Linked DNA regions of Mustela erminea: region 2 is linked to region 1. The links are chromatin contacts, called in public Hi-C maps. All regions are on one chromosome and are shown on one strand. Each heading gives the region's core, a stretch centred on a gene start, on an enhancer-like site or on the middle of the called end of the contact. The rest is flanking DNA. Distances are from core to core; before and after follow the strand shown. Region 1 holds the start of MPZL1 (myelin protein zero-like protein 1). Region 2 holds the start of MPC2 (mitochondrial pyruvate carrier 2).

The links. A called contact is a pair of places that touch in the nucleus more often than the background predicts.
Region 2: a contact with region 1 is called in a Hi-C map of spleen, with 4 times the contacts expected there. The contact joins the promoter of MPC2 here to the promoter of MPZL1 in region 1. A contact is called at or near these places in 2 of 3 Hi-C or Micro-C datasets (skeletal muscle and spleen).

The regions. Positions count from the first base shown.
Region 1 is chr17:113,178-119,668 of mMusErm1.Pri, reverse strand. It overlaps MPZL1 (myelin protein zero-like protein 1), which reads right to left and starts at 2,292. Exons shown (of 6, transcript XM_032318749.1): 1 at 2,037-2,292. The coding sequence starts at 2,277.
Region 2 is chr17:278,730-285,220 of mMusErm1.Pri, reverse strand. It overlaps MPC2 (mitochondrial pyruvate carrier 2), which reads left to right and starts at 3,549. Exons shown (of 5, transcript XM_032318063.1): 1 at 3,549-3,812. The coding sequence starts at 3,704. It overlaps DCAF6 (DDB1- and CUL4-associated factor 6), which reads right to left and starts at 2,851. Exons shown (of 19, transcript XM_032318052.1): 1 at 2,562-2,851. The coding sequence starts at 2,658.

The sequences.
Region 1 (6,491 bases), core at 1,043-3,542:
CCGCCCTCGGCCGGTAACTCCAACCTCCCACCGCAGTGACCGACCCACAGGTCCATTCAGGACCCTGTTTCCTTGCCCCACGCCTACTCCGAAGCGTGTCTTCCTCCGGCGGCCGCGTCCAGTGTGGGAGGAGGGCCCTCCTCAAGGCTCTCGGGGACACGGCTCTCCACGGGGGTTTCTCATCTCACCGCCGCTGCTTCTCCCACTGAGGGAAAGTACGGAGGGCAGGGACTGTCCTTCCCGGAGCACTTCTGGTGCTGAATAAATGTTTGCTGGATAACGGTATCCCGACCGAACTCTGCAAGGTGTTCTACGGAGGTGGACTGCTCTCTGTGCGCCGTCGACGGCCAGAAAAGGGGATTTTGAAGACGAGGGCAAGTTTTTTCTTGCCAAGTCTTCCAAAATTAAGCCAGCACGAGCCACTGCTTCATGAGACAGCCTCCTGTCCACCCTCTTCCCCGACTGCGGCGCTGGGCGCGTCCGAGCCGCGCGAAGCTGCTGTTCTGACCGTCCTCCACAGGACCCCTCGAACACCCAGCGTTTCGTCCTGCGGGCGGTGCTGGAGCCTGACGAGACCGCCTGACGAGACCGCCTCAGGGCCGCGCCCTCAGGAGCAGCGCCCGACCCCTCCCGTCGGGCACAGCATTTCTCATCCCCTCATTTTCAGTCTATTTCCTCACTTGTTGGCTTAACACACAAGGACTGGGGGCGCCTGGGTGGCTCCGTGGGTCAAGCCTCTGCCTCCGGCTCAGGTCTTCCTCTCGGGGTCATGGGATCGAGCCCCGCATCGAGCCCCGCATCGGGCTCTCCGCTCGGCGGGGAGCCTGCGTCCCCCTCCCCCTCTGCCAACTTGTGCTCTTCTCTGTCAAATAAGCAAGTAACACTGAAAACCCAGAACCGGTCTCACCCCCCGGGCCGCACTCTGAACCCCTCCTCAAAGGAGACGAGACCGAGCACAGACCTGCGGACCCGCGGAGGCGAGGCGAGGCCTCGGCGCGTCGCCGCCGCCGGGATTCCCCGCCCCAGAGGCCCCCCCCCGGATCGCCCCGCCAACGAGCCCGCCCGGGTCCGGAGACCACAGCAAGGGCCGCCCCGCCGGGAAAGCCCGAGCGCAGACGCTGCGACGCACCCGGCGCTTCGCGAACGAGAGAAACGGGGACGGCGGCGGGTCGGGGCCTGCGGGCGAGCCCGACTCGACCGAACCGCACCTCCGAGGCGAGACCAAACGTTCCCTCAGGCCGACAAAACCGCCCACAAAGGCCCCGCGACCTGCCGCCGGCGCCCACAGGCGGCGACCGCTCCACCCCGGGCCGCCCGAGCCCGAACCCGAACCCGAACCCCCGGAGCGGGGCCGGGCCGCCCCCGGGCCACATGCGGGCAGGGCGGGCGGGAGCAAGGCGGGGAGCCCGCCCCTCGCCCCGCAGCCGCAGGCCCCGGGAGCCCCCCGCCGCGCCCTTCCCCCTCGGCGCCCCTCCCCCCGCCCCGCCGCGCCCCTCCCCCCGCCCCGCCGTCCCCCCCACCCCGCCCGGGCCGCGGCACCACTCACACAGCCCGAGCGCCGCCGCCAACAGCGACCACAGCCAGCGCCTGCGGGCAGCGTCTGCCCGCCCCGCCGCGACTCCCGCGGGCGCTGCCATCGTCCCCCGCCGCCGCCGCCGCTGCGCCCCGGGCCGCCGTCCCCACTGCGCTCCGCTCGGCTCCCGACAGCGCCCGGTCCTCCTCGCCGCCAGCGCCCGCGCCCCCGGCCCCTGCGCGCCGCGCGCCCGCCCCCGGCCCCGCCCCCGCGCTCCGCTCATTGGCCTGCGCTGCGGCCGGGGGAGGACGCCATTGGAGGACACCGACTGTCCATCACCCCTCGCCCCCTCCCCGGATCCCCCCAGTCCCCGGGTCTCCCCCCCACCACGCCTGGCCCCTTCTCCGCGCGCCGGAGGCCGGGCTCGGGAGGCGCCGGGTTCCCGCCGCCCGGCCTCCGCCCGCTGGGTGTCCGCCTGGGGCCCGCCGGCTCCTCAGCCTCTCGGAGCTCCCGCCCCGCAGACCTCTTGGCAGCCCCCCGGCCGCGGGTCGCGCTCCTGGCGGTCCGCGCTGCGGGTTTCTCCGGGCCCCGAGGAAAAGGCGGCCGTCCGCGCACAAAAGCGGAGGAAACGGGCGCGACGGCGGGACTCGGGCGGCCGCAGGGAGCTCGGCTCCCGCCTTGCCCTGGCGGGGCCCGCCCTCCGCTCCGCTGGGAAGGCGGCGTGCGGCGAGCGGAGAGACCGCGGGCCGGGACGGCGCCTCCATCTTGCCCGAGTCTCCCCAGGGCCCGCTCTCGGAGCTCCGGGGGCCGGGCACGAGGTCCCTCCGTCAGAGCCGGGCACGGGGTCCCGCCGCCGTCGGAGCCGGGCACGAGGCCCCTTTCGGAGCCGGGCGCTCCTTCCTGGCTTTCCGTTTGCTTGTCCGTCTGCGGACAACGCGCCCCTCGTTTGTCCATGGAAACCGGGTGGGGAAGTTCCTGAGTCTGAGGGGCCTTGGCTGACTCTGCTCACGTCGGTCTCTTGGCCCCGAACAGCGTCTGCCGCTCCCCGTTGCCTAATAAATGCTGGGGATGCTCAGTACCCCCAAAAGGCGCCGCGCGTCAGCGACGGGAGCAGGGCAAGAGCTCAGTGAGTGAAGAAAAGGAAGGATCCAGGCAAGGGTGTGGACCATTAGGACAAGAGAGGGGAAAGAGTATGGTGAGAAACCCAAATGTAACCTCATTTCAGGGTTTTGTCTATAAAGTCCATTTTAAACAAAGGGACATTTTTGCTGTTTTAGCTTGCTAGCCTTGTAAGCCAACTCATAACTAGCAGTAGTGAGAGAAAACTAAAAAAGCATGACAACCATTTTGCCCTTTTCTTCTCTGTAAGATCCTTATGAAGTGTGTCTGAATGTCACAGGTTGGCTAGAGGACAAATGCGTTAAGTGAATAATTATTATGTGCTGTGGATGTAGAACACCTAGATTTTATTCCCCAAAAGCACACAGGCCTCCAGAGTAGACATACAGGCACTAAATCTGTTTAAATGCTTGAAGAGAAGGAGAAACCCAAGGCCAACAGGGACATTGGTGCTCAAGGACACATGTCCTGTTATAGGCTTCTTGGAGGGTGATGATGAGGGAGCAGAAGGACTGGCTGAAAACCAAGCATGAGCTGTCACCTGCGGCCTCCTCCCTCCCCCCACTCCTGGGGGGGAAACGTGTGACATTCTTCCGGGGAAATCTCCCAACTGCCTTGCTAGTGGGGGAAAACAACCTTAGCTTGACAATGGCAAGGACTGCGGTATCTTCTAGGTCTTCTTTAACATGTAAATATCCTTTGAAACTTCCCTTTTTCCTTACTCCCCCAACCCCATAGTCTATAATCAGCCACCCCTCATAGCCCAGCTCTTTCTGGCCACGGGTCCTGTCCTGGTGCTTTAATAAACCACCATTCTGCACCATATCGTCTCAAGAATTCTTTCTTGGTCCTCAGCTCCCGGCTCCACCCCACCCGACCTCACCTATACTCCAGAACCACATCAGTGATAAACCCCAACACACACATCTTCCTCTTGTGGGACCCACTGGTGCATGAGGCATGTGGAAAAGATGCAGAAAGGATGTAGCATTTGAAGTGGACTTTATTTTTTATTTTTAAAGATCTTGTTTATTTATTTGACAGAGAGAGGGAACAGAAGCAGGGGGCCTGGGAGAGGGAGAAGCAGGCTGAGCAGGGAGCCTGATGCAGAGCTCAGGACCCCTGGATCCCAGGACCTAGGATTATGACCTGAGACGAAAGCAGATGCTTCATGACTGAGCCACCCAGGTGCCCCTGAGGTGGACTTTAGAGGTTGAGTAAAAGTTCACTGGGAAAGCAACAGCAAAAGCAAACTCAGAAATGGGAAAGCAGTACCAGGTCCAAGAAACTGTGGGTAAATCTTGTGTAGTTTGGAACTTCAGAGGAGGGAGTGAAAGAGAATGCTGGAAAAGTAGGCTGTTGTGGTCTTTTGAAGAGCTTTGGGTTGTTCATTCTGTGGGCAGTAGGGAGAAGTAAAAGGGGAATGACACACTCAGCTCTGTGTTTTAAAAGGTTGACCACAGCAGACAGGGTCGGAAGAAAGAGGTGAAGGGGCTGGAGAGGAGGACAAGGCATGGAGAAGCGTTTCAGTTGAGTGAGAGAGCAACAGGATGGGGGTCAGCTGGATGGGAAGTCTAAGCAAGAGAAGAGAATCCAGGGCACATCGGTGTCTTAGGTCATGATCCTAGGTCCTGGGATGGAGCTCAGCAGGGAGTCTGCTTCTCCATCGCCCTCTACTTCTCCCCACTGCTCCCGCTCATGCACACGCTCTCTCTCTCTCAAATAAGTACATAAAACCTTTAAAAAGAGAGAGAGGGGGGTGGGGGGAGAATCCAGGAAGACAGATATGACCTTCAGTTTCTAGCCTGAGTGGAGAATAATGCTACCAGCCCACCAAAACTAAAAGCCAAGGAAGAGAACCTGGTCTTGGAAGACTGCTAACATGCTGGGCCTTGGGCATAGCTTAAAATGCTGACAACACCCCCATGGGCAATCAGAAGGCACTTAGATGTCAGGGAAACCACAGAAGGGCTACATGGAACATGAGCCTCATGTGGCCACAAGGTGCTCACAAGAAAGGTCAGATCACCAGTCTCAAGTCAATAGAATGCCCTTGCCGGCAAGTATGTGATGTAAAGGAAAAACGGATTCCAAGGCATCGTTTTCTTGGAAGGGTCGGAGCGCTTGGTCTATCTGAGCACTAGTTGCTGTCAGGCCTCCATAAGGACTCCCGGGTGACACCCAGATGTGACCACTCCCAGACTGAGCACACCAGCTCCTCTTCCCTAGATTCAAGCCCCAGCCAGTTTCTCCCCCTTCTTCTCCAGTTCCACATAGCTTGCGGGGAGGAAGACCAGTCCAGGGTCCAGAGAGAACAAACAAGAACACCCAGGCTCGGAGGTGTTTTGCAGGGGGCTGGACTTTCCATGGTATTTCCACAACTTTTACAGCCACCAGAGAGTGCATAGAATGGATTTCCCATTAACTCCCTTTTTAGAGCCTTCGTGGGTTCCTTCTTGTCCTTAGCATGACGTCCAGACCCTTTGCTGGCGCGTAGTTTCTGTGAGCCCCTGTCTGGGGCCCTTTACCCCATACTCCAGTCGTGGAACCTCAACCTGCCTTCAGGTTGAGCGCTGGCCCCCAGCGCCTGCAGGGCTCTGTTCTGTGGATTCCTCAGGCCCTAGGCCTCCCTCTGCTCCCAGACGCTCAGCATTTATCTTCCCATCTTTCAGAACATCACCAGAGGGTGAGTTCCTCTGAAAAGGTTTTCTGCCGTTTCTAGTATCTCCCTACACTGCCCTGTGTAGACATGACCACAGCGCATATACAGCTCTGTACTCGTTCAGATTTCCAGCGATTTGAAAACCTACGATGGGACTTAGGTGTCAAGGTCTTTGCGAACACCACTGAGAGTAATGTGTAGGTGGTGAGTTCTCGGTAAAGGTTACTCTTATCCTATCAGCACCTGCTGGCTGTTACCTGCTTGTCTGTCTCCTATATACAGTGGTCCCCCTCGAGGGATATAAGGGACTTGCCATACAGTTGTCTGCTTTCCCAGGGCCCAAGTCAGAGCCTGACGCATAGGAATGCTGGTCTCCTATTACCCTCACACTTGCCCTCTGCTCTTAGCCACACTGTCCTCATGGCTGTTTTAGGAACAGTTCAGGTACATGCATGTCTCCTGGTGTTTCCTTTGCTCTCATGTCATCTTCTCAAAGAGGCCTGTCTTCGCCCTCTGTTCAAATCGCAAACCCTCCCCCTGCAATTTATTTCTTGGTTGTATGTAGGGTCTGTCTCGTCTCCCTAGAATGTGTGTTCCCCCCGGGGATGGAAATGTTTCTGTTTTGCTCATGAACACACTCAGCATGTTGCACACAGCAGATGCTCAAGACATTTTTGCTGGATGAAGAGATGAATGAATGTTTTTAAATTAATCTAGAGACGTTACAGAAAATAAACCAGTCATGCAAGGTTGTAGTTTCTGACCCTGCCATAGAGAGTAAATGGGAAAACAAGCCCCAAACCCCTTGGATTCCAGTCATTATTGTTAGCCCAAGGTCCTTCCTTCTCTTCACAGACCCCTTCCTCCGGGAAAGTCCCCTTTGCCAGCTAATGCCGTTCAGACAATACAATCCGAATCAGCGAAGACTTCCGGTCAGGTCAGAAGGGTCCTTTTCAAGGACGGCTGCCTCTGAAAAAAAGGGACTCTTTGGGGAGAATTTCCCCTACAGAATCAATAATAAGAGAGAATCATGTGCAGAGGCCTTCTGATAATAGTTATTGACACAGGCCCTTCGCCCTCACAGACCTCCTCCTTCATGGAGCGTACAACAAACAGAGTAGTAAGGAGGGGTTGGCCTTGGGAATTTCTAAGGACTTTTTATCTTTTCTTAATAGGGATAAGATAAGGTGCGCTCAG
Region 2 (6,491 bases), core at 2,300-4,799, 160 kb before region 1:
CTCTCTCTTACTCTCTCAAATAAATAAATAAAATCTTAAAAACAAAAACAAAAGCAAAAAAACATACTATACATTATGGCAAACAACTCCCTAGAAAATTTCCATTACTCTTTTGTCAGTTACGGTCTTTTAATATAGAAGGGTTAGAAAGTATAAATTGGTTGTAGGCACGTCTTTAAAATGAGAGGCGTATGAACAGAAAGAGGAAATGTATAGAAACCAGTATCTTTTACAAGCAATGTCCACGTTTACAAAGCTGTGTGTGTATGTGTAAAATAATATGTAAGCAGTAAGTTACTATAATAATCACTGATTTCCAAAACACTACTCTATGGCTATACAGTATCTTAAGAAACTGAACCATTTAAATCTACAGGTGTTTCTGACTCCGGACTTCGATAATTACTCTTTAAGATAAACACTATACTGAAATTTACATCTGGCCCATAAAGATTACAAAAGCCGGTCAGGGATCGGCCCCGCATCGGGCTCTCTGCTCAGCGGGGAGCCTGCTCACCCCCCACCTCTCGGCCTGCCTCTCTGCCTGCTTGTGATCTCTCTCTGTCAAATAGATAAAAATCTTTAAAAAAAATGTTTGAAGTCTCAGAATAAAAAAGGGATCTACTTTCTGAAACTCCTGAACTTGGGCTTTTTAAAAGGCTTTGTAGTAAAATATTATACAAAATATTATTTTTTTTAAAAAATGCATTAATTCAGGCGCTACTATTGTGCAATTTACTACTTCCCGAACCCTAAGCCAAGATAGCGTTCGTGGTGGGAAAGAGTTAGAGAAAGTAATGGTTTAAAGAAGGTCTCCTAAGGCCAAGGAATTACCTCCCAAGCTATTCCCCAATACTGAGAAAAGCACCTCTAAAGGGTGCTGATTCAGAGCAGGCCAGTTACCAAGCATACCTTACGGACACATTTGAAGCACGACCTAAGGTAAGAAGCTGCCCGGGCCGCGTTTGTCGGCGCGCAGGCGCGGACCCGCACCCGCACCCGCCCTCAGGGACCCGACCCCGCTCGCCGCCCCCGCTTCCCCGCCAACCGCACGCGCAGACGGAGCTCCGTGTTTAACCCTCTAAGGACGGCTGGACTGCACGGGGCCGAACAAACCCTGGGACTTGGAATGCGCGTCGGCGCTTGAGCCGCCCGCTGGCGCAGGGCCGGCCGACCCCACGCGCGGGGAGCGCAGCCCTGAAGTGCGCTAAAGGACGTTCCGCGCGTCTTCCGAGGTCGGGTAAAAACCTGCCCCGCACCGGGAGTGAGTCTAAAGTCGGGACCACTCCGGGCACTCACCGGGGGTAAGGACGGTCCCTGCAAAGCTTCGCGCACCGCCGCGGCCCCGCTGCAGAGCAGAGTCCGCGCCCGCGGAGCGCCGTCCCCCACGTGGACACGACGCGGCCGTCGGCAGGACCGGGCCTTTCTGCTCGTACCGCCCAGGAGGATCTCCGAGACCGACCGTGCAACAGACCAGCGGCAGCGCCGCGGTCACGGCAGGGCGCGTCCACGCAGGGCGGCGTCCACGCAGGGCCGCGTCCACGCAGGGCGGCGCGCGGGGGCACCCGTGCAGGCAGACACGCGTGTGCCCGCAGAAGCGCGGAGGACGCGCGCGGAGAAGCGGCCGGGGCGGGCGGCGGCACCGGACGGCCGCCCCGGTCCCACCCAGCCGGGGCAGCGGGGACGGCCCCGCGTCGCCCGCGTCGCCGACCACCACCGAGAAGCGCCCGCTCCGCCTCCCAACGACGTACCCCCGGCCCGTCCGCTAAGAGGGGCCGCCGCTGCTCTCGCGGGCTCGAGGCAAAACCGAAGCCCTGGAGACGGCGCAGGGCGGGCCGGAACCGGCTGCACGCGCATCGCCTTCCAGCCGCGCGAGCGCAGCGCGGGCCGAGCCGAGCCGAGCCGACCGCTCCGGGGCTCCGCACTCTCTCGGCAGCCCCGCTCGGCCCGCGGCTCGGCGAGACGCAAACGGGGCGGCGCCCGAGCCCGAGCCCGAGCCCGAGCCCGGAGGCTGTTTTTAGAAGCTCCGCGGGGAAGCCGCGCGCGCGAAACCCGACACCGTCCCCGCGGCCGGAGCCGAGCGGAGCGCGCCGGGGGCCGGGGCCGGGGCCGGGGCCGGGGGGCGCCGCTCTCGCTCCGAGGCTCGGCCGGACGCCGCCGGGCCGTGGGCGCGCAGCCCGGTCCCCGCAGGGCGCCGGCGGCAGAAACTTCGCCCTTCGGCGGAGCGCGGACGGCGGCTCCGAGCCCGGCCGCTCCGGCGACGCGGCGTCTTCTCCCGAGTCCCGCCCCACACGCGCCCCGACACCTCCCGGCCAGCAGCGTCCGCCGCCGCCGGCCCCCGAGGAAAACCCGGCAAGGGCGGCGGCCGGCGGCACGCAGGGGGGGCTCGGCCGCGGGAGGACGCCCGCGCGGGGGCCGCCGGCCGACGCGCACCCCACACGCCGCGGCCCCGGGCGCCCCTGCCCAGGCGCCGCCGCCCGGCCAACAGCCCCCGCGGCGCGGCCCCCTCCCCCACGCCGGGCGGCGACTCTGCGCCCCCGCCCCCGGGGCCCCCGGCTCACCCAGGTAGCGGCTCCGCAGCCGGGACGGGTCCTCCAGCCCGAGGGACCGCTTCCTCACGTCCCACAACAGGTGTGGGCAGGAGCCGCCCCGAGACATGGCTCTGCCGGGCGGGGCCGGAGGGGAGACCACCGCGTGGGGGAGGGGCGGGAGGGCGGGACGCGCGGTCAGCAGCCGAGCCGCTCCGGCACCATCCGCGCGCCGGGCCTCGCGGGCGCAGCGGCTCAGACGGCGGCGGCGCCCCGGCCCCCGAAGCCGCGCCTCGCCCGGGCCGGCGCTCGCCTCATGCTCCCCTCCTCAGACTGCCCGAGCGCCCGCGACCGGCCACAGTCCCCTCCCCCGGCCCCTCCGACGCGAGGAGGAGGCGGAGGCGGCCGCGACTCCTCCCTCTCTCGTTCTCGGCACCCGCCCGCCCCAGCCTTTCTCGCGAGAGGACGACACCCCTCCCCGGGACTCGGCCCCCGTACGCCACGGCTGCCCTCGCCCGAGAGGGGTGGGCTCGGGACACTGTCGCTAAATCCTTGATTCTCTGGGGGTGAATGAGGGCCGGAGAGAGAGGAAGCTGAGACACGAAGCTCTCAGTCACGAGTCTCTTTCCGGAGGAGGCAAGAGCGTTGCGCGCCGTCATCTTTAGTTGGGGAATGAAGACCCAGAAAGCCCATGTTAACTACGGGCTACCTTAATCAAAGCTGGGCAGCTTCACTTTCCCTTCTCCAACATGGCCTCGAGGGCAGGAAGGAGAAACGGGAAGTTCGCGCTGGACCCCGCCCCCGCCGCGGCGCGGACCAATCCCCGTGGGCCGCTCAGCCTGCGCAGGCGCGCTGCCGCTAGGAAGTCGGGTCGGCTTGGGGAGGCGGCCCTTCGGGCACCTGTTGCCATGACTCCTCCCCGCCTCCGGGCGGCGGGAGGGAAGGAGGCGGACCCGGGGCGGGCCGTTGCCGAGCCTCCGCCCCTCCGCGTTTCCTGGGCCCGGGCACCCGGCGGTTCGTAGGGGCCGCGGGAGTCGCGGGAAGGGCGCCGCGGGCGAGAGGCGGGCGCGAGGCGCTGGGGCAGGAGAAAGTGACGCGTGTCCTTCGCTGTCATCCAGGGAGGAGCCCGCGGCCGCTGTCCCCGTCGGCCGCCCACGACGCGCCGGTCAGCAGCGATGTCGGCCGCCGGCGCCCGGGGCCTTCGGGCCACCTACCACCGGGCCCTGGACAAGGTGGAGCTGCTGCTGCCGGAGAAACTGAGGCCGCTGTACAACCACCCGGCAGGTGAGGCGCGCCGCCCCCGCCCCCGCCCCCGCCCCCGCCCCCGCCGCCGGCCCCGCCGCTGCCCTCGGGGGGCCCGCCTGGCTGGGGCGGCCGGCCCCGTGCGCGCCGCCCGCGTCCGCGTCGCTCGTGGGCCGGGGTCGCAGCGGGCGCCCTCCGCGACCTTCGTCGCCGCACGGCCCCCCCGCGCGGGGCCTCGGGCTGGTCCTTCGCCCCTGCCGCGGCCGCACGGGGCCCCGGGGACCGCCCGCACCCGCCGGCTCTGCGGTGAAGGTCGCGCCGCCGCCCGCGCCGGGGGCCGGAGGCCTGCAGACGCGCCGGGCCCGCAGCCGCGGTCGCGTCCCGCCCCCGGGCCCCGGTGTAACGGCTGCGGCGCGGGCGCTCCCTGCCCCCGGGGCGCAGCCCGGAGTCCCGCGCGGCCTCCGCGCGTCGGCGTGACCTTGGGGGAGACCCTGGATGGGCTCGTCGCGGCCAAACCCGCTTCGTGGGACGTGGGCGGCGCCGCGCCTGGGTCCTTCCCCGACGCGGGCGGGAGCGCTCGGTCGTGCGCGTGGGGGGTACGCGGGAGGCCCGGAAGGTCCCGCCGGTCCCGCTCCGCGCCCGGGGCTAAGCCGGACGCCGTGGGGTCTGCCGCAGCTGGGAGGCGGGGGACCGACGGGCGGCCCGGGAGCGGCGCTTCCCGCCCACGGTCGAGGCCCTCAGCCGTCGGGGTCCGCGGGAAGGTGGCCCGTCCGCCCCGGCGTCTGCGGTGGCGGCGGACTGTCCCCTCCGGTGCGCCGGCGAGACGGGCGGGACGGTCGTGTGGGGTGTGTACTGCGCCCTGCGCAGCCGGGACCGTTGCAGAATTTTAAGGAGAGTTCAAGGAGAATTCTTTAAGAAGCGTATTGAGCTTATTTGCCTTTTAGTGTTTTGTTGTTTTTTTTAAACTAAATTTTTGGGAGTTGTGCTGTGTATTTTGACGGGTTTTTCAGGAGGGAGGATTGAGCAATGCTTCTGCAGGAATCTGGCTGTTAAGTTGCTGCACTGTGAGCCGTCAACTTTGACCCGCTTAAGCCTTGGGTTTGGGCTGCAGGGTAAGGAGAGCAGCGCAGAGGAGGAGCAGTCTGGAACAGCTGGGTGAGAGGCAAGGGTGGTTCTGCAGGATCCTTTCAGGGCCTCGGCTCTACCCACCTGTCATTCCTGCTTCAGTCTCCCTCAGAGTCAGGAGGAACTGCCTTCACTTGCAGACGGAGCATCTCACCTGGGAACTCCTGGGTTCAGTCCCTGTAACTCCGTGTTCAGTGTAGGGGGAGGAGAGCTGGCTCTGAAGCCAGACAGAGGTACATGGAAATCGTGGCTGTGTGACCTAGACCCTGAAGCCCCCAGCCTTATTTTTCTGGTCTGTAAAATGGAGATAATAATTATCATTTAAGGATTGTGAAAACGAAAAGGTATGATGGCTTTAAAATCTTTAGCGGGGGCGCCTGGGTGGCCCAGTTGTCAAGCATCAGCCTTCGGCTTGGGTGGTGACCCCAGGTGCGGTCAGCCCCATGCTGAGCTCCCTGCTGGGCGGGAAGCCTGCCGCTCCTCCCGCTCCCCCTGCTTGTGTTCCTTCTCGCTGTGTCTCTGACAAATAAATAAATGAAACCTTTAAATAAATTAAATAAAACATTTAGCAAAGTGTTTGTACTTAGACTCAAAAAATGTTGGTTCCCTCCCTTCTAAGATTTTAACCAATATACATAGTAAGAATATGTATCATTCAGAAGTATTTGTGATTAAAAAGTTGGAGGCACACCCACGAAAAAATGGAAAAGCATGAAAAACATAACTGCCGATCCATTGGTATTGAATAAAATCTGAGGAAACACTGATTATTCTCCAAGAGTCATCATAGTGACTACGCAAGGTTTTTATGTGCTATTTTGCATAATCTTATTGAATCCTTATTTAAATCTTAGACAACATTCACATCCTGGCGGTTTTTACAATGATCTGCAAGGCTAGGATATTAATAGTTGGATATCATACATTGCGGATTCTAAATATCTGAGATTTAATTTTATCACTGGCAGAATGTCTAGTCAGGAAACAAGAGTGTGTCTTTATATAGATTTATACTAGAATTATGGGACTATTATATATTACTATATCGCAGTGATTCATATTATAGCTAGACCTGCAGCCTTCATCATTCGTGTATGTGTTGTTCCCAACACATTGTGATCTACCTTTATAGGGTGAGAATAGAGTTCCAACCAAATGTGTGTCCTGGCAAACTCGGTTCTCATAAGGTATGTCACTTCACCATCACCTGACTGTGAAAGTATGTGACTCTGCACAAACCAGCTGCACCGCTCTACTCCAGGCATTTGTCAGAAAAATGACCTTGAAGTCATGATGACCAGTGTTTACTTAAAAGCTTAGTGGGGGGGGGGGGACCGGACATGATTAGTGAAGGAGTGTCATTCCTTTGTATTTTTGAGCCCCCAGATGGGGTGAATTGTCTCAAAATATGCACAAAATGAAACACTGGAATGTAGGAAGAAAACAATACAGCTTCTGTTAATGCTTAGTATTATTTTATCCTTTCACATTTTCTATTCTGCGTATATCTTATAAAAATAGATCAGTATAGTTATATATATAGTTATGTAGAACACAATTGAGAGTTCTTTGGAGTCAACATATGTACATATACAC